Linked DNA regions of Hordeum vulgare: region 1 is linked to region 2. Evidence: chromatin contacts called from public Hi-C data. All regions are on one chromosome and are shown on one strand. Each heading gives the region's core, a stretch centred on a gene start, on an enhancer-like site or on the middle of the called end of the contact. The rest is flanking DNA. Distances are from core to core; before and after follow the strand shown. Region 1 holds the start of LOC123412906. Region 2 holds the start of LOC123413618 (protein JASON-like).

Region 1 (4,577 bases), core at 1,308-3,807, 280 kb after region 2:
GGCTGTCCCGCTGCACCGAAGGATGCATGGAGGAGTCCTGCTTCTCGCACGCAGCCGGGTTGATGGCGGCAGTAGCCCCAACATCGCGGAGTGACAGCGACCGTCGCCGTTGTGGCAAATAGGCGCGAACTCGGCGACGCGGGCCGCTTAGTGCTCGGCACGCACGCGGTGAGCGTCAGCCATTGAGTTGGCGAAGCTGGAGCCAAAATGGAGCAGGAACACAGCGCATCCCTACCCCGCATGCCAAATATCAGAATCGGGGCTCCAGGGACCGAAGAGGTTCGAACTCTGGTGTGCGCGGGTTCTCCCGCCCTACTCTAGTTCGCGACCTTACGGAGACACTCCAGCGTGTTGGGTCTAAGGAAGAAGAATAGCGAACATGACAGTTTACCCAGGTTTGGGCCAGCTCATGGTGTAAAACTCTACTCCTACTTGTGTGGATTGCTTGAGGGTGAGAGAGAGAGATAGTACAAGGGTCAGTTCTTCCTAGTGTTGGGGTTGATCCCTTCTACGGTGGCAGCCTGCCCTCTCTTACACTGACCACGGTCCTCTTCCCTCGGAAACAAGGCGGGAAGGGTTGCCACAACGACCAGTTTGAAGGGGGACAAGACTGCAGCCTACCCTGACAAAAGTGGTCTTCGCCTGCAAAAGCTTCCTGCCATGACGCGTTGGTGGGCTCGGGGTTGACCTCCGCCTTGGCGATCCTCCCGTCATAGTCTTCTTGCACTGAAGGGGAAACCTTTAGGGATTGCTTTGGGAACTGGCGGTGGCCCTGCTCCCTTAGCACAAAAAAGGACAACCTTCTCATCCGTTTCCTGCTGGCACGCCTCCTGTTGTCGCTTGGCATAACGTGCATCACCCACGTGACATGCAGGACCATGCGACTTCGCCGAGCCCAGTGTCAGTAACGTTGTGACGTTTGATACACACAAGGTATTCCTCCGGTGTCAGTGAGTTATATGATCTCATGGTCATAGAAATAAATACTTGACATGCAGAAAACAATAGCAATAAAATGACACGATCAATATGCTACGTTCATAGTTTGGGTCTAGTCCATCACATGATTCTCCTAATGATGTGATCCAGTTATCAAGTGACAACACTTTGCATATGGTTAGAAAACCTTAACCATCCTTGATCAACTGGCTAGTCAACTAGAGGCTTACTAGGGACATTGTTTTGTCTATATATCCACATATGTATCTTTGCTTTCATTCAATACAATTATAGCATGGATAATAAACGATTATCTTGAAACATGAAATATAATAATAACTATTTTATCATTGCCTCTAGGGCATATTTCCAACACTTTTGTCCGTTTGGGTCGTCCGTCCGTCTAGCGGACATGAGGCGGACACGCGCGGCCTGTGGACGAACCCAACGCACGAGATGCAAAAAAGCGGACGACCCCGCCCTGTTGTTCCTTTCGCTCTCTCCCAGGGCCAACGCTAGCATCACTGCCGACCTGCGCGTGCTCAGGGCCGGGCCGCACCTCGCGGGGACGGCCGAGCGCATGCCTCCCTCGCGTTGCCGGACCGGATGGCCGAGATCGATCCCGACACGCATCTGGCGCGAGCACGAGTCCCCTAGAGGAACGAACCTCCCTCCGCCCCTCGCCCCCGCCCATCGTTATAAACGACGGCGTACGCACCAGAGGCAGCCCAACCCAGCCCCCTTCGCCCCGCCTCGCCTTGAACACATCGCCAGTGGAGCAGCCAACGAACCACAGCCGACGCTCGATCCGTCCGCCCGTTCGTCGACATGGGCCTGAAGGTACGAGATGCACGCGCATAAATCCACTGCTTCCTCTCCCCCTCTCGATCTCGCGCTGCTCTGTCGCGCGACCGTCGCGCCCCCACACCACATGTAGCGGCCTTGGGGAGTGGCGGACCGCTGATAGGTGGGACCAGGGCGGACACGAGAGGGGAGGAGCGGACGACGGGAGCGCCCAGTTTTGTCCGTCACGGATCCATTTATAACCTAATTTTGCTTCCAGTTTAGATCGGGATGGACAACAAGCGAACACCAGACGGACACGCGCGTTCATTTGGGTCATCCCTTGGACCAGTTTTTGTGTCGAATGACCCAAACGAATAAAATGAATAAAATGGATCGCTGAGTTGGATTGCTCTAAAAGGACCAAACACGACAAAGAAAAACATGGCCACTATCTCCGCACAACAGAATCACACAGTCACACCGCCATCATAAAGAAAAAGCGGTGCGGTGCGGTGCGGCTGCGGCGCGGCGGCTCCTCCCCATTCCCCGAGTTCCGACCGGCCACCGAGACACGGACACACACACACACACACACCCCGCGGCTCCGACCAACCATGGCCGCCGCCTCCTCCTCCGCCCTCGCGTCGCCGCGCACCGCGCGCCAGCTCGTCGACGCCCTCACGGCGCACCTCTCCCTCTACCACGCCTCCAACCCTAGCAGCCCCTCCGCCTCCGCCTCCCCCTCCCCGCGCGCCGCGATCCTGCGCTGGCTGGCCGCGCTCCCGCCGCCGGCGCGCGCGGCGGCCTGCACGGCCCTCCTGCCCCCGTCCGCCTCGGCCGCGCTCCTCTCCATGCTCCGCCGCCTCCGCCTCCGCGGCCACTCCTCCTTCTTCGTCCTCGCCGACCCGGCCCCCTCCGACCCCTCATCCCCCACCGTCCTCTCGCGCCTCTCCCGGGGCCTCCTCGCGCGCGCCGCCGCCGCCTCCCGCGCGCACGACCTGCTCTTCTCCCGCGCGCTCCTCTTCACCGCCACCCCCGCCTCCCCGACCCCCGATGCGCTCACGCTCGCCGAGCCCCTCCTGGCCGACCTCGACGCCTTCGTCGCCGCCATGGACGAGATCTCCGCCGGGGCCTTCCTCCGCGCAGGCGCCGGCGACGGCGAGCTGGATTTAACCGCATTGGCGTCCCAGGACTTCCCCGAGCTGCCCTGGCTGAAAGCCAAGGGGTACTACGTGATCGAGGAGCTCGTCGCCAACTGGGTCGAGATCGCGCTGCGGATGTCCTGGGCGGCGGCCGGGGGAGGCGGCGCTGGGGGGAAGAAGGCGCTGAGGGTCGGGAGGTGCGTCAAGGAGAAGGCCGGGCTCGCCTCCACGGCCTTCTGGAGGGAGAAGGGGTATGTGGACTGGTGGATGCGGCTGGAGCCCCGGGTGAGAGCAAGGATCACGGGAGCCTTCTTCGGGAAGAGTGCCAAGGCGCTGGTAATATGCCCTCCCGCACTGCGTTTCGACATGTTTTTTCGTTCATGGCTATGGAGTTCCATGGTCGATGCTTGTCTCAGTTGTATGTATGCATTTAATTTCAGGCTATATAGCTTGTACATGCAAAGTGCAAAGTTTTATCTGTTAGTAACACATTTGCTTCTTATTGTACATGACTGTATGAATTGTGTTGCTATCTGGTCTAATTAGGATGTATAGGTGAGTTAAATAGGACTAATTTTCGTTTTATGGGGTGGTAGAGGCAGCATCCATGTATTCTGGGTAGCTAATTGCCATTTTTGCATGGAAAGAAGTAATGTTGGCTGAATGTGCTTGAGGAAGAAAAACACAAAAGTGATGGGAATTGCATGCCTAGAATGTTATTCACTTATTGTCATCATATTTGAAATCAGCTGTTTTAAGTAAAGTAGACTCTGAGAAAAACCTTCCAGAAAAAGCTAAACAGCACAAATATACTGCCCTTGGATCCATGATTTAATTGTGCAGCGTTCTGTCTGGGAGGCTCTAGTGGAGGATGGATTGGAAGATTATGTTAGTTATTTAAGAAAAGAGTGAGTTCACTGATATATTTTGTCAGATAACAAAAGACTCACCCTTAATGCTTTACATATTGTTTTGGAAAGATCATATCAAACATTCTAGCATTCTGCTTATGTAATGCATGTTTAGAGGGTGGAAATGACTTTTTGCTAAAATATCGGCACTTGCATAATTAAACTATTTGGCAAACGACGGATTGACTTTGCTTGCCAAAATGTGCATTCTTTTGTGAATTACAAGCATAGACGCTCCATACACTCTTTCATAACCAATGCATCAGGGATGATTATCATGTTGCTGTTACTAGGTTGAACAAACCAAAGATCTGATCACAAACCAATCATTTATTGAAAACAACTTTGAGTCCTTGTTGACTCAAATGGTTTGCTTTTCGTAAATCCTGTGTAGGAGTGCTTTTAATAATAGATTCCACAATAGGTTCGACCACAAGTAGGTTACTTTTGGCCTGGACAATTTAGTGTGTCCTACCCACAGTTCTCCTCTAGCTTATGTGTAAACTTTCATTTTCATTATTGATTTGTTTGTCTTTCTTGGGCAATCAGATACATGCAGGTTGACAAATTGGTCGTCCTTTTATCAAAATCCCGATTCAGTGTTTCTTTTAAATACCGACTGAAGATATTGCTATCCTGAATATGCTAATTGCTTATGTTGACCAGCCTGCTGACACGGTGTACACGAACAATCATCTCTTTTTGCCACCCCATACCTTCTTGTTTTACATACCGCTAATGTTGGGAAGAGGATCACTGAAGTTGTGTCATTGGTGTGCAGTTAATCTGAGGAAGTTGC
Region 2 (4,000 bases), core at 886-3,385:
GAGTGACGGCGGCGGCCTTGAGCAGGTCGGCCCGCCATGGCCGGGGTACGGGGGTAGCGACAAGGCCCTCGAGCAGGATGGGGAACTCAGGGGCGGAGCGCTGCTCTCTTCTCTAGCAGAAGGAGGAAGATGGAGGCGGAGGAATGGCAATGTTGTGGATAAGTAGCTCGTCTCGGTGGGGATTTACCCCATCCCAGAAGCCACGGCCCAAAACCGGCTCTTCTAATAACCATCCGGTCCCTTAGTGCTTATTGCTATTTCTTTTTTTAATCAATCGTTCTTGCTAGATGTACATCCATCGAAAGATGTTGGATGTACCAACTGCAATTTTTTTTATGTGCTCATCCGCTGAATTATGTTTGTTTTTCTTTAAAAAGATCGTTGGATTGTGTGCGAGTGTTCGACTGAAACTCTAACATCCCGACTTAAACGTTTATTTTTTATCCGTTTGGATCAGCCGAACAAACGCTGATGTCCGTTTTTCACTTGGATCGATGCATGCATCCACGTAGGCCTCGACACAAATTTTTAAATACGGAGTAAAACCATAGAATTATAAAAGCCTAAATAACGATAATTAAACATTAAAACACAGGTCAAACGTTAGCCTATGTTTAAATCCGCTCAGCGTGGACACACTCCTCCGCTAGATGGCATGACTTCCAATGCAGGAGATAGGCCGTCTCTTGCTCCGCGGGAGGTGACGACGGCGTCAGCGAAGAGCTTGCACCTGGGTGAGCTTACCCTTTCCCTTGCTGAAAAACCCTGTGGCGGAGGGTGGATGGAGCTGGCTAGGGCTACAGTTTGGTATTGTCGGCAAGGGCGCAAGTGTGTCTAGATGAGGACGGGGAGAAGTGGATGAGGCCGACCCCATCGCACGCTTTCACTAAAAAGAACAACGACCATCAGCTTTCCTTTTTCTTTTGTCTCAATCATCTTCTTCTCCTTGGCATTCGGCACGGGGACCCGAATTAGGTGGTCGCGTTTGATAGGACCGTGGACAATAAATGATCAATACATGGTTTTTTTAAGTGATTAATGCATACTTTTTTATATCCCGTTGCAACGCACGGGCCTTTTTGCTAGTAGTACTAAACGAGGCAACTTAGCCTCGTCAATATCAAAAATTGCTCCTTTCGTGATCATGTTTGTAAGATAAGATGGTCAGTCGAGGGTACTATTTGTTTGTGGACTAAGTGTTCATGGTGTGGGTTATCACTAATTATTAGACAACTCTCTTCCGCTTATTTAATATAGAGGGAGGTCTTTGGACCACGGTCCAAAAAATATAGCCCCTCTCACTATGAAAACAATATCGGCTCACATGATTAGCTTTGAGGGGAGGCCAGACTTTACCTCAGCGATTGGATCTGTCGACGACAAACCAAAACATCTATATACATTTGTGTGGTCCGCTTTGACGTGTTGTAAAAAATCTTTGATGAACTAGTCGATGCATCAAATCGTATACTACGCGTTAGAGCAACTAGTCGATCGGCGCATAAAACTCAAATACCGGCATGACGCACGAAGAGAAACCGGTCATATGCATGAAACATGTGATCTACACCATTTACCCCATTTACCCCGCTTCCGGGTGAAAACCCGGGAAGGCGGGAAGAAGGCAGGAAGAAGGCGAGTTAATTGACAAGTAACTTGAACGGATCCCCACGCAACTTCCTTCCCCCTTATGGCCTTATTGGTGCCAATGTCAATGAGGCGGCGCCAAAGCCCTATCTCGCAGCCACATCTTCTTCAAGGAGCTCGTCGCCGGAATCCGCAGGAAAATCCCCGCGGCCGGCGAACAGTCGGCGTCGGAGGAACCCATTTTCTTCGTGCCTACAGTGTCCCTCGCTCATTCCCGACGCCGACTTCTGTCCCACCCGAATCCACCACCGCGGTCAGCTCAAATCACGTTCGCATCGCGCCACCCCTCGCGAGACCCGTTCGTTCGTCGCCCGAGCGTGGCCCAGGCTGATTAATGCCACGGCACGACGGCCCAGTGACGGAGGAGGCGGTCCGGGCCGCGATGGACACGAAGCAGCAGCCCTGCTGACTGACCGGGCCGAGACTCGAAGAGCCTGGCCCGTCGCCCCGGGCTCATTCGAGTTTATCTCATCTCACTCACTACGGCTACCTCTTTCCGGTCCCCCGTGTCTCCCATTTCGAACGGCCGCCTCCTCCGTCCGTCCGTCCCCATCCCGTCCCCGATCCCGCGGCGAGTCGGCGGTAGCGGAACCCTAGCCGCCGGCGGGGGGCGCGATGTGCGGGTGCGCGGAGGCGCTGGTGAGGGCGGTGGTGGCCTTCTTCGACGCCGTCCTCGTCGACTGCTTCCTCTCCTGGTTCCGCCTCCGCCGCCCCGGCCCCGGTCCCGACAGCCCCGCCTCCGCCAACCGGGTAAGCCAAACCCTACCTCCCCCACCCTCCTGCGGCCCCTCGATTCTTCCGTGCTCCTGGCCCAGGCGGCGACGATTTATTTATTTTTTCCGGCGCGTTCGCGTCTGCGCAGGATCCGCCCGTGCACAAGGACCGGGGAGGGGACGCGCTCCGGGCCTCGGACGAGGAGAAAGGTAGGTGCCCGGTCAGATTCGTGATTTCGCGGTATGGTTTGGTTTGGTTTGGTCCGGTGTGCTGTGGTTGACCTCTGCGCCGTTCGTTTCGATGCGTGCGTGGTGTTGTTTCAGGTTTTGCGGAGAGCACCGGGTCCAACGAGCAGCTGCTTGCAGACGGAGATGACACTGATGAGGAGCTTAGGCGAGAGGTATGTGCGATGACACTGATGAATATGCTGTTTCTGCAATGCGCGTGATGTGTGTGTGTGTGTGGATGGTTTAGATGTAGATCGAGATTAAAGTTTACACGGTGCCTGCTGACAGGTAGGTGAATCCATGTCCCATTTTTGGGTCACCGATGCGGGGTGGGTGGGTGCGCGCTTGCTTACTGTGACTTCAGATTGTAGTTCCGGGCTCATCTTGTGACTACATATGTGTTACTGTATTTCCCCACAGCGCACAATGTATGTGGACAGTTTAGATGGAGAGATACTATTAAGTTTACGCAGTAGCTAATAACTGAATGAACCCATGTCCCTTTTCTGTGTCACACATGTGGGGAATGTCTGTGTAAGACCTTTTTGACGGTCCCATTGTAGTTCGACGGATCATTTTAAAGGTTCATTTTTTGGTTGCAATGTGTGTTACCTTTAGGTTTCCATCTGCTACAAGGTAGCAGTTTATATTGAATTTGATTGTGCTTGTAGTTCTCTGTTGAGCATTATATGAGTGGTTTATGTTTACCCAACATCACACTGTAACTACTAGTTGTGGCATATAATTTTCGATGACAAGTGCTTTGTTTACTGTATTTCTGCAAATAACTAGTTGTTGGTTTTCTATGCTTATATGTTATGACCAAATGAACTGGAATTTTCATGTAGTGGGTATTATATATGGTCAATCATTCCTTTGATATGTTCTGGTGACTTGCTTGTTTTGGGACGGAGGGAGTAATATTTTACAGATATACTTCACATATGTGCAAATGCACAAACAGCTGTGGGTATATTAGCTACCCCAGCTGCACATTTGCTTTCGTGCAGTCAAAAAAGAACACTGGAGGTTCTATTTTTCACCAGAACATATCAAAGGAATGATTGACCATATATATACCCATTACATGAAAATTCCAGTTCATTTGGTCATAACATATAAGCATAGAAAACCAACAACTAGTTATTTGCAGAAATACAGTAAACAAAGCATTGGAACATATGGTTTTAGTCCAGAATTTTTCATCGCTCCTAGTCCTATCTCATTGGCTCACTGATGCTGATATTATTGATCTGCAGCCACATGTACAGTCTGTTCTGTCATATTATAGTTTTATCCTCTGCATTTGTTTCCTTTTTACGTTCTGGCAGTACCTGACTTAGTTTTCAGATATTGGGAATATGTAAACTATTCCAAGAACTAAGGCGTTTATTCTATCCTCATTTGAATTT

The links. A called contact is a pair of places that touch in the nucleus more often than the background predicts.
Region 1: a contact with region 2 is called in a Hi-C map of seedling, with 2.7 times the contacts expected there. The contact joins the promoter of LOC123412906 here to the promoter of LOC123413618 in region 2. A contact is called at or near these places in 2 of 6 Hi-C or Micro-C datasets (leaf and seedling).

The regions. Positions count from the first base shown.
Region 1 is chr7H:596,923,527-596,928,103 of MorexV3_pseudomolecules_assembly, forward strand. LOC123412906 reads left to right here and starts at 2,558. Exons shown (of 17, transcript XM_045105868.1): 1 at 2,558-3,203. The coding sequence starts at 2,577.
Region 2 is chr7H:596,648,135-596,652,134 of MorexV3_pseudomolecules_assembly, forward strand. LOC123413618 (protein JASON-like) reads left to right here and starts at 2,136. Exons shown (of 8, transcript XM_045106556.1): 1 at 2,136-2,397; 2 at 2,510-2,570; 3 at 2,685-2,761. The coding sequence starts at 2,263.